Linked DNA regions of Mus musculus: regions 2 and 3 are each linked to region 1. A link is a contact called in public Hi-C and HiChIP or PLAC-seq data. All regions are on one chromosome and are shown on one strand. Each heading gives the region's core, a stretch centred on a gene start, on an enhancer-like site or on the middle of the called end of the contact. The rest is flanking DNA. Distances are from core to core; before and after follow the strand shown. Region 1 has its middle 240 kb from the start of BC006965. Region 2 has its middle 27 kb from the start of Gm30337. Region 3 overlaps 2610035D17Rik (RIKEN cDNA 2610035D17 gene).

Region 1 (3,778 bases), core at 735-3,234:
ACAAATTAGAGAATATAAAATACACATACGGCCTGCAGTGCATTTATTTTCTCAGGGTTACTTAGCCAGGTTGGAAAACAAAATCCTGAAATTACTGCCAAGATAACCGAGATGGGGTGAGGACTTTTCCCCCTAATAATTCTCTTCCTATCTGCCCATCTTAGGTCAACAAACATGCTGTGACTGACAGGTTAAAATGTTTAGGTTAACCCTGCTCTCACACAAACCGTTTTTAAGTTTTCCAGGAGAAGAGAACACTATAAAATTATCTAATCAGCTTCGTTCCATCTTCCCACTTTCCAACTCTCTTCCCATCTCCCCTCTGAGTCTTTTCTAAGATGAGTTGCATGCAGTGACTTCTGTCATTACCATGGTCTTCGTTAAGCCCGTGAACATGAGCCTTGTGAGCTCCCACAAGTAACCATGTGCTTTTAGAGCTTTTAGGAAAAGCTATAATCAAAATATATTATTTTGTGGAGCCCAGGGTGGTGACTCTGAGGGTATAGGGACTTGTTGCCCAGAAAAAGACCTGACTCGATTCCCAGTAAATATACAGTAGGAAGAGAGAACTCACTCTTACATGTTGTCCCTGACGTCTGTACATATGTCATGGACATATAAATAAATAGATAAATAAATAAATACTCTCTCCACAGATAGATAGATAGATAGATAGATAGATAGATAGATAGATAGATAGATAGATGAGGGTTGTCTGTCTATCTGTCTCTCTCTCTCTCTGTGTGTGTGTGTGTGTGTGTGTGTGTGTGTGTGTGTGTGTGTGTGTAATTCTATAGGTAGTCAATAAAAACAAAAACATCTTTGTTAATATCAGTCTAGGACTGGCATTGTCTAAACACAGCACTGTATAGAAACAGAATGTGAGGTTCCCCCAAATAATTTACACATATTTAATAATCTATCTTGACGGAACACTTCTTTCACCATTGAAAAATTCTTACCCCACCTTCAGTAACAAAGTTTCAATGATAAAAACAAGTGTATTTTTGAAAATAATCACAAGCAGACTGCTCAAAGACTCCAGGGTCAAATTTCAGGGAAATAAACTGGTATGAATTATCAGATTAGCTATTTTTTTCTCCTATCATCCACATTAGCATTGATTAAAATGGCCTACATAGCTCCCATGTTTTCTTATAGAAGTTGGAGAAGAACAATCGTCCAAAAACTCATGTTCTAGAAATTACAGTTGCTAAATTGTGTCAGGAAGTATGCTATTGACACCTTGGAATAGAAATTACTGATAAGAAATTGCCTATATGCCTGTGGGTATATCTGTGGGGGATTACTGTGAACATTAATTGATATGACATGATGCGATCCATTGTGGGACGCATCATTCCTGAATAAAGAGATAGGAGAATACCTGAACTCACTAGCCAGCTAGTCTAGCCAAACTCTGAACTCTGGGTTCAGTAAGATACCTTGTCTGAACAAATCAGGTAAATAAGTGGTTGAGGAAGACACTTAATTTGACCACTGGCCTGTGCATGCACACAAGTGTACACACACACACACACACACACACACACACACACACACACACACACACTATACTTAAACACAACATTTTTAAGGATGATGAAATAATATTATACCCATTTTGCAGATAGCAAAACTAAGATCTAGATTTTCTGTCCTTAGGCCTGTCCAGTAAATTCTGGAAGCAAGACTGGAATCAGCAATCTGACAGAGTTTAAGTTGCTAGCTGCCAAATTCTGAGCCCCCTCACACAGCACCTGGTATGTATTTAAGGCTCAATAAATGGCAGCAGATGTTACTTCTCTCAGTGTTATTATGACACCACCAAGAAGAAGGCGCTGATTTGGAAGCAAAGCACCCATCTGATAAAAAAAAAGCACCAATTTAAAGTAATAAGACTGGCAGAGTTAGAGACAGACAAACTCATCGCCACAGCTGAGCAGTGAGGAGTCCTGCCAAGCAGCCCCTCTGCTTGCTGGAGCTAAAGGAATGAGTCAGGAATGTGAGTCACAGGATGAGTCCTAGGAGGAGACACTCAAGTTGGAAACCTGAAGACTCAGGGAAATGCATGGAGCATTTTCTCTCTCCACGAGCTAAAGTCTTACTTCTCCCATCAGCTCCATAAGACAGAGTCAGGCCCTGGTCCTCCTCCCACAGATGCGGCGACCCACATCCCTAGCATCCCTTTCCAGCCACCAGCTCCTCCTGTGTGTTTCCTGTCTTCTTTTCATCACTGACATGCATTTGTAGATTACCTTCTAAAATGACTTTGTTTTAAATAACATTACAAAGCTGGCTTCTCTCTTCTTGCCAGCCTCTACTAGGGCTTTCTTAGCAGTTCTCTTCCCAAGACCATCTCCCCTCCCCAGTACTACTTCGAAAGTGTGATCACACTCATGATACACACTTAGTTTGTATAATTATTCTTATTCACTTTGAAAATGTCAGACATGTATACAATGTAGCTTGATCATATCCAACTCCAACTTCCTCTTCCCAATTCTCTGACACCCCCAACACTAATACACCCCCTTTCCAACATCAATTCTTCTCTCTCCCTCACCCTCTCTCTGTCCCTCCCTCCCTCTCCCTTGCTTCCTCCCTCCCTCCCTCTCCCTCCTTTCCTCTCCATCTCCCCCTCCCTCTCCATCTCCCCTTCTCCTCCTCCCTCTTCATCTCCCTCTCTTCCTCCCTCTCCCTCTCCCTCTCCCTCTCCCTCTCCCTCTTCCTCTCCCTCTCCCCTTCCCCTCCCTCTCCCCTTCCCCCTTCTCCTCTTACTCTCCTCATAACCTTCTATGCCCGTTTAATGCTACCTTCTTGGATAGTCTCTGGTGGTGTTGGCTTGATTTCAAGCAGGTTTTGTGAGATAGCTGTAAGTACAGTGAATTCCGGGTGAGCATCAGCCACATCTTGTGACCTTCTGACAGCATTTCACAGTGCCCCTCCCTGCTCTCCAGTCCTAACAGTCTTACTCCTTTCTCTGCAATGCTCGGTTTGCAGAACTGAAGAACCACAAACAGAAGAGGAACATTCTTCTAGATGGTTCAGTCAGTGCGTAATGCACTTGGCTTATTGATGTAAGACACAATCTACAAAATCTGTGTATAAAAGTACCTATTATGGTGGCCCACATTCATAATTCCAGCACTAAGGAAACAGAGACAGGCAGATTCCCTAGGCCTGCTGGTCAGTCAACTTAGCCTACTTGATGAGCTCCAGGTCAGTGAGAGACCCTGTCTCAAAAATCAAGGTGGAATCTCGGGAGATCGCTGGATGAATACAGTGGTTTCTGTCCAAGCACCTGACTTGGAATTCCTAACACCTATACAAAAGCCAGGCACAATGGTGTGTCTGTAACCTCAATTCTAGGGGTCGGAGACACATGGATTTTGGGAGGGCTTGCTGGCCAGCTGGCTTTGCAAAATCAATGTGCTCTAGGTTCAGTGGGGAACCACATCTCAAAAAGTAAAGTGGAGAGAGCTACGTTGTACCTATTATCAACCTCTGTTCTCCACATAGGCTGTGCTTCATGGCACGTGCATATGCACCATGTACTGATGTGTACACTGGTGCATACATCTTTCAACACGGGCCAAGCTTATTCGTGATATCATTTTACAATATGTGAATATATTTTGTGTTCTGGGATGAGTGTCCTAGTAGGAAAAATTAATGAAGTTTTTGTTTTGTTTTGTTTTGTTTTTTGTTTTGGGTTGTTTTTTTTTTTTTAAATAGTTCTTTAAAAGAAAATCCCCCATGGGAAGCAGTTAGGAGA
Region 2 (3,778 bases), core at 598-3,097, 700 kb before region 1:
GTGGGTGGTACCATCTCTGGGCTGGTAGTTTTGGTTCTATAAGAGAGCAGGCTGAGCAAGCCAGGGGAGGCAAGCTAGTAAGGAACATCCCTCCATGGCCTCTGCATCGGCTCCTACTTTCTGACCTGCTTGAGTTCCAGTCCTGACTTCCTTGGTGATGAACAGCAGTATGGAAGTGTAAGCTGAATAAACCCTTTCCTCCCCAACTTGCTTCTTGGTCATGATGTTTGTGCAGGAATAGAAACCCTGACTAAGACCAATACCAATGTATCACCTTTATACTATTTTATTTACAAATAACTTTTATCTGTTTGGTAATGTTGGCAGCCACTTCTATTTCATATCTTCTTAAAATTATCCAAAGTCATTCTTGGAGTTTAAAAGAGGTATATAATTGTACAATCTCTTTTTTCTCCATTATAAAGCATTTTGACTCCCTTGTTACTGGGGTGCCATCCATCTATAGTATACACACTCTTGTTAACAGGTTTGTTTGGTGTTTTCTTATTGTTACTGTTGTTTTGACTATTGTTGTTGTTGTCCAAAATCACAAAATTCCAATGATACTACAACCAGAAAAATCACTCTTAAAGTGAAACCTGTGGGCAATCAGAAACAGCACTGATTCTCTTTTATATGTGCACATTTTGAGTTCTGGTTCCACGAAATAGGGTTTTGCAATGACAGAAAAGGTCCAGGCCTAGAAGGGAGGAATCTCAGATTTCTGGTTCTGAGAGGCACTGTGGATCACAGAGATTATGATGGCTATATATAGTTTCGAACTGCATCTGTATTTTCTCCTTAGTGACAATAACTGAGTGCCTTTCTTCCTATTGTTTATTGCTGTCTTTTAACCACAGGCCCTGAAAACATCAGTAGGCCAGTGTGTGTGTGTGTGTGTGTGTGTGTGTGTGTGTGTGTGTGTGTGTGAGTGTGTGTGTTTGAGATATACCTTATCTTTTAAACACACTGCATTTTAGAGAAAGGTTCTCCCTCTGGGTCAAGAGTTCACTGGCTGATAAGAAAACCTCAAGAGTCCTCCAGCCTCTATCTTCTTAACCCTGAAATTACAAGCACACACCATCATGCCTGATTTTTTTTCTTTTTTTACAAAAGTTTTGTGGATTGACACTTGAATCTCCATGCTTGCTCAAGGCAGCAAGAATTTCTTTAAGCATCTCGTCCCCAGACTCCTGATGTTTTTGGTATAAATTTTTCTGAAGCTCTTCAGCACACATCAGGATATTATTCCCTTTCACATAGTAATCATAAATTGTTAAGGATTTTTATGTGTTTATTATCTTTGCCAATGTTCATTACTTTCTAAATGATGGAGAATTTCTGTAGAGTAGACATATGTGTCTCCTTTATGCATGGTTGTAGCTCCAGATATCTGCTTCATGCTTTAACTATGTCATTTAATAGTGCCTTCAATAATCTGCACGGCCAGGGTTAAGTGCAGAATATAGAGTGGATCAGTCAAAGAATGCAGTAAAGAATGTTTTCTGGAACTTCAATAGTTCCCAAAGCAGTCAGGAGAAACCTCAACCTACGTCAGACTCTAATATTTATTAGGAACATAACCCTGATGTGGTCACTTTCACTTGGTTGCTGTTCAAGTGCAGTGGACCAAGATTGGAAATGACTAAATTTCATTCACATGGCTAGTCATGAAGGTGAAAAAGGAAATCAGAACCCTGGAGATAAAAGAATGGAAGCATGGAAATATTTCAGGACCCATTGTTTGATTTTTATCCCCTTACTAAGAAGTGAACCTGGGCCTGTGAGATCATTCAGTAGCCTCAGCAGGGAGTGATGCTTGCCCCCAAGCCTAAAAAACGAATTCAATCCCAAAGACCCCCATAGTAGAAAGAGAAGACTAACTCAAGAAAGTTGTCCTCTGACTACCACGTATGTGCAGGTATACACACATATTTGTTGTGGACACATAGTTGTCCTCTGACTGCTTATATGTGCAGGCATGTGCACACATATGGATAAATAAGCATAACAAAGTATGTTTACAGTGAATGCATTGCTGACTATGTTTCAAATAGATATTTAGATTATGCGACTATGATGAGGAAATAACATACATCAAAAATTATTTACTTACTAACTCTCAGGGAACTTGAGACTCTGTCACATAGTTGTAGCAATCACATCCCATTTTTTTTTTTATCAAATCTACATAAACTCAATAAAACTACCTTTGCATACTGAACAGATGTGGCATGTGACACAACATTCTTAAATGATTCAACCAACAGAAGGAACAACCCGGGAATAGGCCCTTGGAAGGAGCCTTAAAAGGCCAGAAGGTTGTCATTAATAGTGTGACAGGGCTGTGCATGAAGGAAGTGCACCTCGAACTATGTTCTTCCAGAAGGATTGCATTCCTGGGTAAGATGAGTGACTGCTAACACCAACTCAACACCAGCACTGTCATATCAAGCGTTCCAGAGCTCATTCATTCTCTCGGTTAGAAGCATGTTCTCTCAGCTAAACACAGCCACAGGGATCCTTCTGTATAAGGAAATCACAGTAATGTGCAACCAGGAGGTAAAAGTAAACACACCAAACAAAAACCAATCCAAACCAAACCAAACCAACCAACCAACCAACAAAAGGAATATTGGTTTACTGCTCTATAGAAAGATTTGGTTTGATTTTCCCAATAGTTTGTATAATTATGATTATATTTACATTATATATCCATTGCACAGACACACATATATATATACACATACATATATACATATATATGTGTATATATGCATATATGCGTGTATATATACATAAATGTATATATACACATAAATGTGTATATATATGTATATGATGTATATAAATGTGTGTATACATATATATGTATATGTGTATATGTATATATGTGTGTATGTGTGTATATATATATATATATATATATATATATATATATATATATATGCCTTGTGTCCTACCTATGTACCCATTTCCCGCACTCCTTGTCTCTGTGTACCATTACAGAGTCACATTTCTTTATATTTATTTGTATATTTTATTTATATGAGTACATTGTAGCTGTCTTCAGACACACCAGACTAGGACATCGGATCCCATTACAGATGGTTGTGAGCCACCATGCAGCTGCTAGGAATTGAACTCAGGACCTCTGGAAGAGCATTCAGTGCTCTTACTGGCTGAGCCATTTCTCCGGCCCCAGAGTCACACTTCTATTTTCATGTCATATATGCAATTAAAGGTTTTATGTATCTGTACAAAAATCTATGAACCGTAAGTAAAAGAAAACACAATATTCATCTTTCTGAGATTGATTGAATTTATTTAATATGAGCATCTCCAATTGGATCCATAACTTTGTACTTCATTCTGGCTAAAAAACGAAACTCTGTTGTTTGTAACCCACATTTTCTTTATTCATTCCTCTGTTGATGCTTGGTTCCACACCATAGCTGTTATAAATAGAGACACCTTAAACATGGATATACACGTGTTTCTTATATACTGGAGACCTTTGGATGTATAAGGAGCAGTAGTAAAACAAGACTAATATGCTAGATCTATGTTCAGTTTTTTGAGCAAGCTCCATATTGACTTCTGTAGAGGGTGGTTCCATCTGCATTATAACCTCACAGCATAAGGTAACTCCTGTCCACAGCTTATCAGCATTTGTTGTTACATATTTTCTTAATAACTGCTATTTTGAAATGTATCATTATCATAACTCCAGTGTAGAAGTGGTGTCCAGATTTCTGCTATGTTGCTAATTTTTGAT
Region 3 (3,778 bases), core at 782-3,281, 630 kb after region 1:
CAATGTTTTCTGTCTATCATAAGTCAAAAAAGAAATAAAAGCCCACTCAAGGACACTAGAGCTGTGACCACCATCCACAGGGGAAGCTCGGCCAGAGACATGTCCCCAGAGGTTCTGTATATTGCCCAGCCTTGGGAAATTGGCTTGACGTGTGTTTTCCTTTTCGAAAAGAGCGTGGCAGGAAGGAAACAGAAAGCAGAGTCTGTGATTAAGAAAAAGGAAAAGTGGTTTTTGAATGTGATTCAGGTCGCTCCCCTGTGACCCAAGGAGCCGCAGGGCACATGCACCTCCTACCAGGGCAGCGCTGGCCTTCTGTTTGCTATGCCCACAACGTGGCCGGCCGGCCTTCCTATCAGGACCTCTATGGAGAGGTGGGTGGAGCAACGCCAACCAAGCCCGGTTCCTGGATGTTAGCTTAAGCACTATGTCCACAAGCATTTGGGCTGTTCAAGAGGAACGGACACAGTCCTGACGCTAGGAGCCCTCTTATAGAGCAAGAGGAAATGACGACTTCATCTCTTCTAGGAGGAACCTCACAGTGCCCTGGGGAACTATCCACACAGACCCACACTACAGACAGATGGACTTCCCGAGATGACAGTGGACAAACAGGAACTCTAATGGTGGTTTGTCATTTTCAGGAAGGTTTGTTTTCCTTAAATAAGCATCGTGCTCAATGTATGCAGCGACAGCCAATGTGATCTCCCCAGCCAAGCCATGTCCCCAATCCACATACCACATTGGCCACCCTTATCCCTGCCCCGTCTTTTCACCTAATTGTTCCTGGTGTGGACTCTGTATTTGTCTTATTTTTGCCTTGGTTATCTATGGAGATGAAATATTTTAGATGTTTGTGGGTCCTGACTAAACCAGGAAATTGGGGACAGCCAGAAAGTTGTCTCTTATTGAGAGCATTGCAGGTGGGGAAAAACATACCATTTTCAAAGAGAGCCAGGTGTGTGTGAGCACACATCTGGCGTACCGGAACTTTGGGAGGCTGGGGCAGGAGGAGCTGAAGTTTGAGACTACTATAGGCTATACGGCAAGTGTAAAGCTAGCCCGACGTACATGATGAGAACCCTCCCCTCCCCATCTCAAAGAAACAAAGGGTCAGGTTATAGTTCATGGGTACAGTGGCTGTCAAGCATGTCCAACACTAGCAAGCAAAAAAAAAATTAAAAGTCTTGTATGCACAGAAGAAAGGCTTAATGACTTTGGGATGGTTAATGGGGAGAAAGAAAGCTGTGTGCAGTGGTCGGGTTGGCTCTGCACGCTCATACTGCTGAAGAGCTCTCTCCCTTGCCTTGTGTGTTACTCATGAAGCAAGGGAGCCTAAGGAGCCAGTGAAACAGGCAAAAGTTCTCAGAGCCCTGAGACTGATGCCTGGGAGAGACTCAGCAGGCTGCATCGGGCTGGCCTTACCCCTCTGAAGTCAACTATAGATGGCCAGCCCACCTGACCATGTGACACGTGGGCACATGCCAGATGAACAGGAACTGTAGCCACACACAGAACGTCTCATGAAAATTGCGTGTCTGAGCCATGACTGGAAGGAAGATCATTGAGAAAAAATGTATGGATTGGCAGCCTATTCATCACAATGTTCCCTTCTTCCCATGGTTGAGCTCATGAGAATTCTTGCTGTCCTGGGTGGAACCAGAGGCAGGAGCTAGACAGACAGATGCACACACGCATGCACATATGCACACAACATAGACAAACCCTTGTGTGCACACATGACCTTTCATGTGCTCAGGACATATACATTTATATATGCATACCACACACACACACACATACACCACATAAGGAGAAAATCCATCACCTTTGATTTGCCTGTCTCATCCTGAGAAGCTTGGGTGTAACCCCTGGGAACGAGCTCTGAGGCCACACGTGGATGAAACTCCTTGCCCGGTGACAATGACGTCATGTCTCCTGGGCATTGGCTCCCTTGGGAATGTGTGAGTGGGTCCCCTGGGGCAGAGAGCAACTGCTCCAGGGGTGATTCATAAGTGCTGCTCCCAACCCTGTACAGTCCTCAGCCTCTCTGTGGAGCTCACATCCAAGGCTGCTGTGTGCTGTAGACCTTCCCAGTCATTGCTCTAAGCAGAGCATTTGGTGGGCAGGAGTGGACACTTGGGGCCACCTTGTCTCCATCCCTGCCCCTCTCTTCTGTCACACTCCCCACCCCCAAAAAAACTGGGAGAACAGATCGAGGTGGGGGTGACTGAGGCAAGAAAAATGTTCCCTCTGTTGAAACCCATGAATCACCGCTCACTCGCTCGGGTGGCCTCCTTTAAATCAGAATGACACCTGTGCTTACTCCTACACCCCAGCCCTCAGCGCTGCTGCTCCGGGAGGGTCTTGGCTACCTTACCTCCTCTCTATGACAAAACACAACGAGGCAGAGTACCAGCCAACACGTGCAACCACAAGGCCAAACTCCTACTTCCCATGCATGGCTGTGTCTATACAGGTATCCCTCTGGTAGGGAGGGGGAGGGGTGGGGATCAAAGACTGTACCTCCCCCACCCACTACTGTTCAAACATCCCAGTGGGATCCCTGCTCCAGGAACCTATATGATGCCAGGAGTAAAATATGGGATTTCTAAGAAAACGCATTAGCATCATTGTAAGAGCTCTCCAGTTGAATGCTCTGTCCAAGATTCTATCAAAAGAAAAATAACAGAGGGGGCAGGGAGACCACTCAGTGGGCAAAGAGCACTTGGTACACAAGCATGAAGACCTCTGGTTGAATCGCAGCGCTCACATAAAAAGCTAGGTGGACATGGCTGCGCATGCGCCTTTAACCTCAGGGCTGGCCGTGGAGGATCCCTGGGGGTTGCTGGCTGCCAGTCTGGCTATAGATTCATTGAGAACCCCTGTCTCAAGAAATAAGGCAGAGAGTAATGGAACAGGACACCTGATGTCCTTTCTCTCGCTTCTTGAAGGGAGGGGGATTTTTTCCCCCTTTTAATTTAGAAGGTGAAACTAATTGTCAGTTCAGCCAAACAGGTTGCAGGTTGGTTCTGGCCCTGAAGCCTGTTTGACAACCACTGATCAAGAATCCAATATCTAAAAGGAATCTCTCTGAGAGTTTTCGTTTGAAAGGAATATAACCATCCCCATAATAACGCGTCGGTATATGAACAGATACAACTCTGGAAAACTTGGCATTCTCAGATCAACACGGGAGAGAAGCAAATATTATTGTCCCTGACTTCACAGACCTGAGACTTACGAGACGACCGTGGGTTTGCCAACTTCCCATAGGAAAGACTTAAAGCAAGCGAGTCTGACTTTGGAGACACAAGGCCATGGACATACATCACCCTTATTGGGGTATCAAGGAGAAGTGGGTGGCGAGGAGGGTTCTGAGAAGCCACCATCACTGTGCTTTGTGGAGTAATTTGGAGAACCCTCCCATCAGAAGAGCCCCCACTCCCACCTCCTGTGGCAGTTCCTCCCCCAAACATTTGATTCCATGGCTCCAGGGCCCTCCCAGGAGGGACTGGCTACTATCTGTGAAGTGACACTCTATGTGGTGAGCCATGAAACTGAGGTCAAGGGGGAAGTAAGCGCAGAGGCACGTGTGAGCCCGAGACTGCTGGTTTTAACTCCAAGGGATGGATGGGCCCACTGCCCAGAGAGGTTCTCACCCAGCTTCCTCACTAGGGCTCTGTCTCATGTGTTCCCATCACACCGACCCTTGGCCTTCCGATAGTGCATTTCTGTCCTTCCTCAGCCTCCACTATCCAGGCTAGATACAAACTGGCCC

Evidence for each region. Hi-C and Micro-C count contacts between places; a contact is called where the count stands out from the background. HiChIP or PLAC-seq counts read pairs in DNA pulled down with a chosen protein or histone mark.
Region 2: a Hi-C map of adipose-derived mesenchymal stem cells shows a contact between it and region 1, with 2.0 times the contacts expected there. The contact joins two enhancer-like sites.
Region 3: an H3K27ac HiChIP or PLAC-seq map of the NIH/3T3 cell line shows a contact between it and region 1, with 4 times the contacts expected there. The contact joins two enhancer-like sites. A contact is called at or near these places in 1 of 115 datasets of contacts at active chromatin or transcription factors (the NIH/3T3 cell line) and 1 of 9 other capture datasets (embryonic stem cells).

Annotation. Positions count from the first base shown.
Region 1 is chr11:112,468,602-112,472,379 of GRCm38.p6, forward strand. No RefSeq gene overlaps it. Among named protein-coding and RNA genes, the nearest start is that of BC006965, 240 kb to the right of the region's middle. Within about 2 kb of position 1,985, at least 30 of the 459 cell types and tissues checked have an H3K27ac peak or open chromatin away from gene starts, as enhancers often do. A contact at or near this core is called in the NIH/3T3 cell line and adipose-derived mesenchymal stem cells, where this site is marked.
Region 2 is chr11:111,773,499-111,777,276 of GRCm38.p6, forward strand. No RefSeq gene overlaps it. Among named protein-coding and RNA genes, the nearest start is that of Gm30337, 27 kb to the right of the region's middle. Within about 2 kb of position 1,848, at least 7 of the 459 cell types and tissues checked have an H3K27ac peak or open chromatin away from gene starts, as enhancers often do. A contact at or near this core is called in adipose-derived mesenchymal stem cells, where this site is marked.
Region 3 is chr11:113,101,355-113,105,132 of GRCm38.p6, forward strand. All of the region lies in intron 1 of 2610035D17Rik (RIKEN cDNA 2610035D17 gene), which reads right to left. Among named protein-coding and RNA genes, the nearest start is that of Gm39467, 31 kb to the right of the region's middle. Within about 2 kb of position 2,032, at least 64 of the 459 cell types and tissues checked have an H3K27ac peak or open chromatin away from gene starts, as enhancers often do. A contact at or near this core is called in the NIH/3T3 cell line, where this site is marked.